Linked DNA regions of Mus musculus: region 1 is linked to region 2. The links are chromatin contacts, called in public Hi-C maps. All regions are on one chromosome and are shown on one strand. Each heading gives the region's core, a stretch centred on a gene start, on an enhancer-like site or on the middle of the called end of the contact. The rest is flanking DNA. Distances are from core to core; before and after follow the strand shown.

Region 1 (4,693 bases), core at 1,013-3,512, 75 kb before region 2:
CCACCTGGTATGTCATGTGATACATAGAGATATTGTCTGAGCATGACATGACTTTCCTCATTGGTACTCATAAATTCTATCTGTTCTTTCTCTCAAATTCTTCTCCTGTCTGGGTAGGAACAATTACTGCCTCAGAGATCTTCATTTTGTTTCATGTCTATTAATATAAATTCCTGCTAGCTCTGAGTTCCAGTAGTTCTTTGCAATAGCACTGAGATGCTCTAACATTTAAGGCAACTGCACTAGTGACTGCCACAGAAAACCAAGCATCTCTTTTATGTAGCAGTTTCTTCACAGGTTAAAACTTTCAGCTCCAGGGAGACTCCTTAAGACAAAAACTAAATAACTCAAAATAATTTAAGGAAGTCCCTGAAACTGACCAGATTCATTAGGCCCCTCCCTCCCGAGAGTAAAGAATAAATGCTGGGAAGAGCCACTCTCAAAAGAGCAAAGCAGTCTGGAACAAGCAGGAATCAGCCAAACTGCCTGGAAGAGGCTCAGAACAACTGGACAGGACAACCTGGAAAGAATGCTCTTCAGCCTGTTGAACTGCCTGCAGGCTGTGCAGTGTGCCCCAGGTTCCCTGCTCTGTGAGCCGTCACCACGCTGAGGTGACCTTTGGTGATGCAGCTGTCTTTGAGTCATTTCTGTGCTTGTAAATAACCCCTCACCCGCATTCCTATAAGTAACCCCAATAAAAAGTCATTTGATCATTAAATAGGACTTTCGTGGTATCCACACTTTGGTCTTTTGTGGGTTCCTTTCTTGGGGTGAGTGCGACTCTCCAGGAAAAGTCAGTCACATCTCTCTCTGAGGCATTAATGATGGGAAGGCAGTAGAACTCATCTTTCTCTTGCCTTATTCTGCTTCCTACTCAGAAGTCCACACTTTACACTGTGCCCAGTCAAGCAGTTTATATCATATTTCAGCAAAATCAACATCTCTGCATGTCACGGGCCTATGAGCTTCTCACTGATTGATGAGGCCGGGAATAACAAATGAGAGGCCTAGTTTTTCCGTTATGATCATCCTTCTATGTTATAAGCTTACGAATGACTGAGGCCTCTCTTATTGCTTTGGGGGTATGCTAAGTTATGGTGTGTGAAATAAAATAGGTGTTTGTTGAGTGAATGAATGAATGAATGAATGCACAGTTAGAAAAGTGACCCTCCAAGCCACCATGTATCCTGCAGTGTGCCTGTGTGGAGAAAGGCCGTACGGCAGCCATCCAGCATCATTTCCAATCATGATAGCTAGCTAGTGTCCATTCTTGCACTTAGATTCCTAGACCATGGTATAAGAAAGGGAAGAAGATTGGAGGAAGGAAGGAAAAGAACAAAAAAAGAAAAGAATGCAGCCAGTACTGTGGGGTATTTCAACTATGTTTCATTGGTAGGTCAAGAGGTCACTGGGGTATTTCAACTATGCCTCACTGATAGATAAAGAGATAATTGGGGTATTTCAACTATGCCCCATTGATAGGTCAAGAGTTCATTAGCTTCATCACTGTTATCCCCAGCGTCACCTCCAGTGTTTCCTGGATGTGGCTGCTATGGAGGCTATAGGCTTGGAGAACTTTCCAATAATACCCAAACAAAAGTCCTCCTTTGCCTCTCTATTTAAAAACTTAGGGTTCTGCCACTGAAGACTTACCTTCATTATATTATCACCAGTTCGGACAACAAGAAAATGAAGTTTGGAGTGTAGAGAACTCCCCTCCCCAAGTCTAGCAACAACGCCACAGGGCCTTAGCTTTCATCCCATAAGGCTAAAACACTATGGTGTTTGGTTTCTAGAACAGTAGATTTAGCATTTGACCAGCAACTGCCTGGATCACAGCCAGGACTTCAGATGAACTATTTGAAGGGCTCTGATGAAGCGCTGTGTGGCTGGCTATTTAGTCATGTTCAAAATATCTGAGGGCCTGAACTATGTTTATCCAGACCTGGCCATTCCTGCTCCCAAAGCGACTTTCCTGGAGCACCCTGCAGGCCTAGTCTCTGCCAGAGAATGTTCCTCTCAAGTCAGAAAAAGAGCCTGGTTGGACTCTGTATGCGCAGCTGATGGGAAGGAGGCCCTGCAGCTCACAGCTTGCAGTCAGGGCCATGGGAATGTGGGAATACACAGCTTTCTCTCCAATGCTTATAAACACTCCATTCATCACACAGCTCTCCCAAAACATGCATGCAATACTGTGACCACATGAATTCCATGGATGTCCAGCCTGCCTTCTGGACAAGCCTGGGTTGCGACATCTGGCTTCTACTGCTGCTTGCTTAGCCACAAATTCCAGCCACAGGCTGCTTGTGGTTCTGTGTCCCAGCCCTGGTCTCAGCACACACAGGAGCACAAGGATCTATGACAAATGGCAGTGGTTGCAGTACAGGTTTCCCCCCTGGAGGCAAGGGATGGCTGGGGAATTCAAAGCCATGTGACTCCTCGGGCAGACCGTTTCATGTCTAGTTATTGTCTTAAGAAGTCCCACTTACAAGCTCGGTGCTACACCTTTCGGCTTATATTCTTCTTAGAAGCTCAATGTTACACCTTTTGGCTTGTGTTCCTCTTTGCTTCCTCACAGCTTTCACAAAAGCCTGCTCTAAGCATCTCACAGCCCTGTTGTAAGATATCAAAGTAATGATCATTTTCCATAGACCTGTGTCAGTCTTCTGGGGCCAACAGACTGGGTGGGGTGGCTCAAATAACAGGAATTTACTTTCTTATAATCTATATTGTAAGAGTATAATCTATATTCCAGACCCAAGGTGTCACTGGGTTGCTTTCTTCTGGGACACCTTCTCAGGACTTTTCTCCTTGTTTAAGTCATTCATTTCAGTTGGCCAAAAGCCCTTCACGGCCTCCTGTCAGATTTGTCATCTTTACTTTAAATACCCTATCTCCAAACTCAGTCACATTCGGTGGGACTGGCAGCCAGACCTTCATCATACGAACTCTGAGGCTGATGCACCTCAGCCTCTACCCCCTTCACAGGAAAAGGTAGTACAGCCTTGGCAATTAAAGTGCAACCAAATTCCCGCTCCCCCCGCCCTCAGTCCCAATGTGATTCACTCTCCGTTCAAAGAAGCCTGGAGCCTCTGGTTTTCAAGGGGGCTTTTATTAGACTGGCTTAGAGGATTGGAGGCTGGGTAATCAGCTGACTGCCTGCATAGTGGAGATGCAGAGAATTGGTAGCTGCTCAGGTCAAGAGCTCCATCTCTGAATGGGGAGGAGCCATGCTGCGGCCACTCTGTGAGGCTGAAGGCCTGGAAACTCCCTAGACATTTACTAGTGGGAAACTGATGACGAATCTGGAGTCTAATGAAAAAGCTGGAGTCTGATGAAGAAGCTGGAGTCTGGATGTCCACATGTGATGGCAGCAGCAATAGGTACCCTGGAATAATGGCGACCACACGGACTGCCTGGTGTCTTCCACTTCCCATTTTGTTCCACCTTCTGGTTTCCTGTTGCTCGTAAGGATTCTGTTTCCCTGTGGCCTATCTCAGAGTCAAATGTCCTTTTGCCAAACCTCATCCCATGCCTCTCATTCTGTTGCCTGCTGCCCAGCCCTTCTTCCCAGAGACCCACCACAAGCAGAGCATCTTCCCGGAGCCATGCATGCTTCCAGCAGTGTCTCCTCAAGACAAATTCAGAAAGTTTAGAATAACCTGCCCATATGGTCCCCATATCCTGCTACTCATGTCCTCTCTCCCTCCCTTCCCCTAACCCTGCATTCTGGGCATCTAAGAAACCCACCAGATACTCCAAAGGTCTTTCTCTACAGGACCACTCTTGGGATGAGGAATCTAGTCCTCCCAAATTTTCCTTCCCTTGGCAGTCCCTCATTAGTTACCAAGGTTCCATCCTCCTCTTCTGTGTAGGATGGGCTGTGGGATGAAATGTGTTGCCCACAGTTTATAAGTATGGCCTTAACCTTTAGTCCCCCATATTTTCCCGTAACTCTATCTCCCTTTCCTAGTTTCTCAGTATCATTTGAGGGTCACCTCCCATTTAAGCTTCGTCTGACTCAAAGGCACAAGTGTATGCTCCTCAGCATGGTTTGCTGCTGGGTGTAATCATTTGTTCTCCCATCCATGCCATTTCTTGAATGGAACATCTCTTTTCTTGAGTGGCACACTTCCATTCTGGTCTTCTAAGCTGTTGCTCCCATGACTCCAAGAGCACAGGGCAGCCCTGTTTCCTCTTCATCCCACCACTGACTGCCTAGAATAGTGTCTGGACTTCTAGGCGAAATACAAATTTATGTAAACTTATGTAAATATAAGATTAATATAAGAGATAAGATTGGTTGTCCCTTCAAATTTGTGGATTTTGTTTTGTGGCTTTTTATTTTGTTTATTTTTATTATTTGGTAGTTTTGTGTATGTGTATAATGTGTATGTTTTAATCATTTTCGCCTCTCATTGCCCCTCTCATTCCCCTCCCTCTTCCATTGGAAACTTCCTTTTTCTCAACAGATGCCTCTCCTCCTTTTATGTGGTAGGGTCACATGCCGCACTGGGTTTCAGCAGAGTGGCTTAGATGAGAATATGTGAGAGGAACTTCCTGTAGATGGACATCAAGTGACTCTACACCACCTCCTTCCCCCAATCCATCTCTGCCATAGATAAGGATTGGGACTTGATGTCTGTCCCTGGTCCAATCTTGTGTATAATTAGTGAATTCATGAATGTCACAG
Region 2 (4,917 bases), core at 100-2,599:
ACTGTGACAACAGAAAACTTTTAATTTTTAAACTTTAAGAATAACAGAGTTTTAAATTATGATTCATTGGCTTAACTGGGGGTGGGGTGGGGGCGGCAGCTTGCTTTATGTGACTCTGGCTGGCCTGGAACTCACAGAGATCTGTCTGCCTCTGTCTCTTGAGTACTGGGACTAACAGCACGTGTCATTACATCTGGCGGACTAATGGATGTAATTTTGACTTTTAGTTAGATCATCTGCCTTCAAATTTAGGAATTTCCTGCCTGATTCTTTTTTTTTTTTTTTTTTTAATGCCAATCCTTCTTGTTCTGTGATGACCCTGCAAAACGCATAACAATATGTTAATGATCTTTATTTTTTTTAAAAAAAATATTTTCTGTTGTCCACATTTGCACAAAGAAGGAAGCCTCTTTTCCTTGCACCCGTGGTTTCTGGGTTGCCTGAAGGCCTTGTGCTTTCTCTTCATCAGGGTTTCCCTTTGCACTTCTTGGATGTCCCATGTCTTCCCTGCATACTGCTCTTGGTGAATAGGCACCTTCCAGTGTGTGTGTTGGGGGTTCTGGGCCCCCAGGGGCACTTTCTTTGGTGCGCAAGCCCTCACTCTGTCTTATCTCGTTCCATCGAGGCATCATGATATTTAGCAGAACTTGAAGTTGGAGAAAGAAATGGAGTAGCCTATGACCTCTGACCTCTGACCTATGAGGTATATAACCTTCCAAGCAGTCAGGAATGTCACCTGGGCCTGAAGACCGTGTGCTGGTGCCTCCAGCAGCACTGCAGCAGCAGGGCGCCTCACCCTGGGACATCCTCCTCTCTGGCTCTTCTTTACTTCTGCTTCTTTCATCTGTAGGGACCGGTCCTCTATCATTATTGATGGACAGCACCAACTCCTACTTTTAAATGGGTTTATAGCCTTACTATTTCAGGAGTTGTTACTGAATATTCAGCCTGCCTACTCACCATGTCCTACACTCATTATTCATAAGGACTTTTAACGAGCTTTTCTGGGTAGGGCCACTCTGCCTTAGTTCTACACCCGGCTGCGGATTGCATGCTTCTGAGTGGAGCTGAATGGCTCGCCACTCTGGAGTGGGAACTGCCAGGCTAGTCACAGCAGCATCCTCCCAGCCAGGCAAAAGAAACCCTTGTGTCCAGCAAAGGTGCCTTCTCACCGGCTGCTAGGTACATGAAACCTGCAGCCTCTTACATGCCCCAGCCTCACAAGCAATTCCCCAGGCGTGCAGGAGGCCGCCGCCACCTTGTTCTGCCACTGCTGTGAGAGGAAACACAGGCAGTTTTGATCCTTGTGCCATAAACAATCAATGCACAGCCATGGGGCAGAGGGGGACATAAGGCATCCTATTGTTCTGCAGCAATTAGCGCATTCCGGTAGAGCCAGTTCTGGGCAGGGGGCAGAGGGAGTAGCCACAAAATGCCCTTTGTCCGAACTCCCATAAAAAAATTCCAGCCAGTGGGAGTGAACACAGACATATTCCAGAGAGTAGACTGTAGATGCCCCAGATCTTGGCTTCTACAGTGAAAGTATTCCAGGACTTCATGGATCGTGGTCTGTAGAAGGGGGAGAAAAACAAATACCTCCCCAATGAGAGGAGCCCCTTCACCATGCTGTGGATTTTACTTTTTAAGGACTTGGTCTTTATCTAGTTTGTCAAATTGTTTTCTTTACTAACCTAAGAGGCAGCTGAAAAAGGCCTCTTCTTCCCTCCCTTAATCTCATTCCCCATACCTATTCCTGGTCCGTGGTACTCCCTGAGAAGTGTGTATTTAGGCCCTTTGACTCACAGCTAAATAATTGCAAAGCTGGTTTATCATTTAGGAACTATAGATATATGGATAAGACTTACTGCCTAGACAGATATCATTTCCCCTAGTTCAAACCTGAACAAAATAAAGACCTATGACATAGTGTGACTGAGTGAAAGTCACCTGGTGGTAGTGAATTCTATCCCATCTTCCGACATCGTATGACATCAGATGGTGAAAGCCTGGAGCCCCAGAGATGTATCTGACCTTGTCTACCTATAAGCCATCAGATGAGCACAGCTCTGTGTTTTGCTTTCCTTTGCCTTGTGAGGGACATGATGACAATACCTCCCTCATGGGGCTTTGGAAGCATTAATGACAGAAGATGTGACCTGTTCAGAATAAGCAGTCCCTGGCACTTAGTAAATGTACCAAGTTCAATTCTACCAAGGGCCACAGGTGAGCAACCCCAGTTGCACAGACTCTGAGAGGATTTTCCAGCCAGGAGGATTTGTTCGGATGCTCTCAGCACTCACAGGGGGACCATGAGAAGGTGGTGGCCAGAAGAACGGGCTTATTATATGTTTTAGTGTTGGTTAATACATGCCTTCATTGCTAAGCACTTGTGGACAGAGTGGAGCATATGAGTAGGCAACACTCCAGTCTTGTTTTTTTCCTTCTTCCAAGAAGACATCATTTGTTCTTTGAGTCTGTGGAACACCTTGAAGTGACTATGAAAAATGAGCCCCTGAAAGAGTGGATGTGCCCTGGATGGAAGTTGCCCCACGAAGGCAGAACAGGTTCAAGGCCTGAGACTTTTGGATCTTTATCTGCATGAGAGAGGAGGGTAATTAAACTCACAGTGATGTCTCCTTACAAATCTAGAAATAGTAGAATTGTGAAGTTTCATTTCCTTGTGAAAATTAACCACCTGTTGCAAAGCCAGACTCCAGCCAACTACCATAAAAATGAGCAAACCAGTGCCTTTGAATGTTGAACTGAAAAGGCTGTGCGTTGTCCAGCCTCGAACAGTAGAAACAACCGTCATAAAATGATATAACAAAATACAGTGAGACACATGTAAGTCCTTGGCAGGGAATTCACTTTCTGCCCAGCACAGCGTGTCTTTTTGTGAGTGAATCCAGTGATTCATAGCCACTGGACTTTGACTTATAGCTTCATTTTTATGAAGTTTAAACTATCATTATTATAAGGTAGGAGACAGGTGTGGGTTTCATGCCTACAGTGGAAATCACCGCTCTGCTCGCCCATACCCTACCCAATGTGATTCAGAATGCTGTCATCCTCATCACCGACATCATCACCAGAGCTGTCTTTCATTGATCACCAGCTTCCAGGAGCTCACGATGTCCTTACAGAGTCCTGCAAAGGAGAAGGGTCATAGGTGGAGCCCAATGCATGGAGACATAGTCCCAGTCTGCTTTAGAGCTTTACTTGTGATGAAACCTCCACATTGGGGATCAAAATAAGCACTCTATGGTAGAGTGATGTCCCCAGCCTCTGTGATGTAACATCTTAATGCTCCTAAAGTTATTTATTTTCACAGGTGTATTCATAGACAGGAGATGGCCAAATTTTATCATTTGCTTGTGATTTTCGCCAACCAATAAGTACTTAATCTTAGTGGATGTGTATCTCTCTATATTTATTTGTTTATTCTTTCTCAATTTACAGAGAGGGCCTTGCTCTACAGCCCAGTGTCCTAGAACTTAGGATCCTCCTGCCTTCATTTCTCAAGTATTGGGATGACAGTAGCATGCTACCATGCCTGGAGCTATGTCCCTCTTCCAAGAGTCCTGTACATCCACCAGCTTCTGCAGATTCGACCCCTTGTGAGGTGTGGTAAGTGTTCCCCTAAGACAGCTGTTGTCGTGGATATTTTCACAACGTATTCTTAATAAGACACGTTGTTATCAGTAATGAAAATGAAAGAGAGCATAGCAAGGTCTGTAATCGCCCCATTCCTAACTTCAGCTGTCCTGAACGTGAACAGGCTTCTTTCTTGGCGTTATTCCCTAAACAGAACAGCATGGCTGATGTTTATATCTCAGTACATGTTGTGGGATGTTTTAACAAACACGAGAGGTGGTAGGTAGGTAAATAATCGGCAAATTCTGTGCCATTTTATACAAGGGCTTTGTGCATCTGAGGATTCAGAGAATGAGGAGGGTTCCTGAAACCAATCCCTTGAAGATATGTATCAGTTGATTGATCCACGCTGAATTTAACTCAGGAACAGCAATAAAGGGTCAAATAGTAATAAATAAGTTTGTTTGCTGCTAGATAACAGTGCTCATATTTAATAGCATTGAAGTCACAGAAGATGGGGAAGGGGGACAATTAAAGAATTGATCAAATAGCCCAAAGTTTAAATGGACTGGAGTAAGTTCTATTGTACAATAAGGCAACTATAGTCTAGAATGTAAACTTGTAGCCAGCAAAACAGCTCAGTAGGTAAAGGCACTTGCCAAATAAACCTGAAACTCAACTTGGATCTCTGGAACCCACATAAAGGTGGAAGGAAAGGAACAATGCCACAAAGTCCTTTATCTACATGTGCCCCACACATGTTATGATAGATAGAAGTTCATAAGTTTAAAAGAATAACTAAGGGTGTATGGACTGGGGGTAGCTCAGAGGTAGAATAAATGCTTAGCATGTATGAGGCCCTGGGTTCAATCCACAGCAGGGGCCAGAATATTTCAAATAATTCACCAAATGAAGTGACAGATAAGGCAAGCAAAGGATATGCTAATTAGCTTGCCTCAGTCATTTCACAGAGTATACATGTGTCAAAGCATCACACTGAAATGCCATCAGTATGTAATCATGAATTGCTAGTCAATACAAGTATTAACATACAAGCTGATTCTTGAAGGTGGAAGAATTGTGATGGTCACCTTTATGAGTATCTGAGCTATTCCTGTGTCTGTCAGACCCCAATCTCATGTCAGAGGTTCCCAGGGAGAAGATGAGAGAAGATGTTTACATGTTGGTACAAGATTATAGAAGTTTGGGGTGACACTCTATAGTTTGCTTTTTTTTTTTAATCAAAGTTATCGCATTAGATCACACAGGTCCAAGGAGAAAACCTGAATCTGCCTTATCAAGTTCAAGTCCAGTTTGTAGGCG

Evidence for each region. A called contact is a pair of places that touch in the nucleus more often than the background predicts.
Region 1: a contact with region 2 is called in a Hi-C map of uterus, with 1.7 times the contacts expected there. The contact joins two enhancer-like sites. A contact is called at or near these places in 2 of 39 promoter capture datasets (the 3T3-L1 cell line and 3T3-L1-derived adipocytes), 14 of 484 Hi-C or Micro-C datasets (3T3-L1-derived adipocytes, the BV-2 cell line, the G1E-ER4 cell line and 11 more), 3 of 115 datasets of contacts at active chromatin or transcription factors (bone marrow-derived macrophages, embryonic fibroblasts and microglia) and 4 of 9 other capture datasets (adipose tissue, liver, macrophages and 1 more).

What each region holds. Positions count from the first base shown.
Region 1 is chr11:63,112,735-63,117,427 of GRCm38.p6, reverse strand. All of the region lies in intron 2 of Gm36926 (a long non-coding RNA gene), which reads left to right. Among named protein-coding and RNA genes, the nearest start is that of Gm36926, 4.2 kb to the left of the region's middle. Within about 2 kb of position 2,262, at least 67 of the 459 cell types and tissues checked have an H3K27ac peak or open chromatin away from gene starts, as enhancers often do. A contact at or near this core is called in trophoblast stem cells and uterus, where this site is marked.
Region 2 is chr11:63,036,598-63,041,514 of GRCm38.p6, reverse strand. No RefSeq gene overlaps it. Among named protein-coding and RNA genes, the nearest start is that of Gm36874, 12 kb to the left of the region's middle. Within about 2 kb of position 1,349, at least 42 of the 459 cell types and tissues checked have an H3K27ac peak or open chromatin away from gene starts, as enhancers often do. A contact at or near this core is called in trophoblast stem cells and uterus, where this site is marked.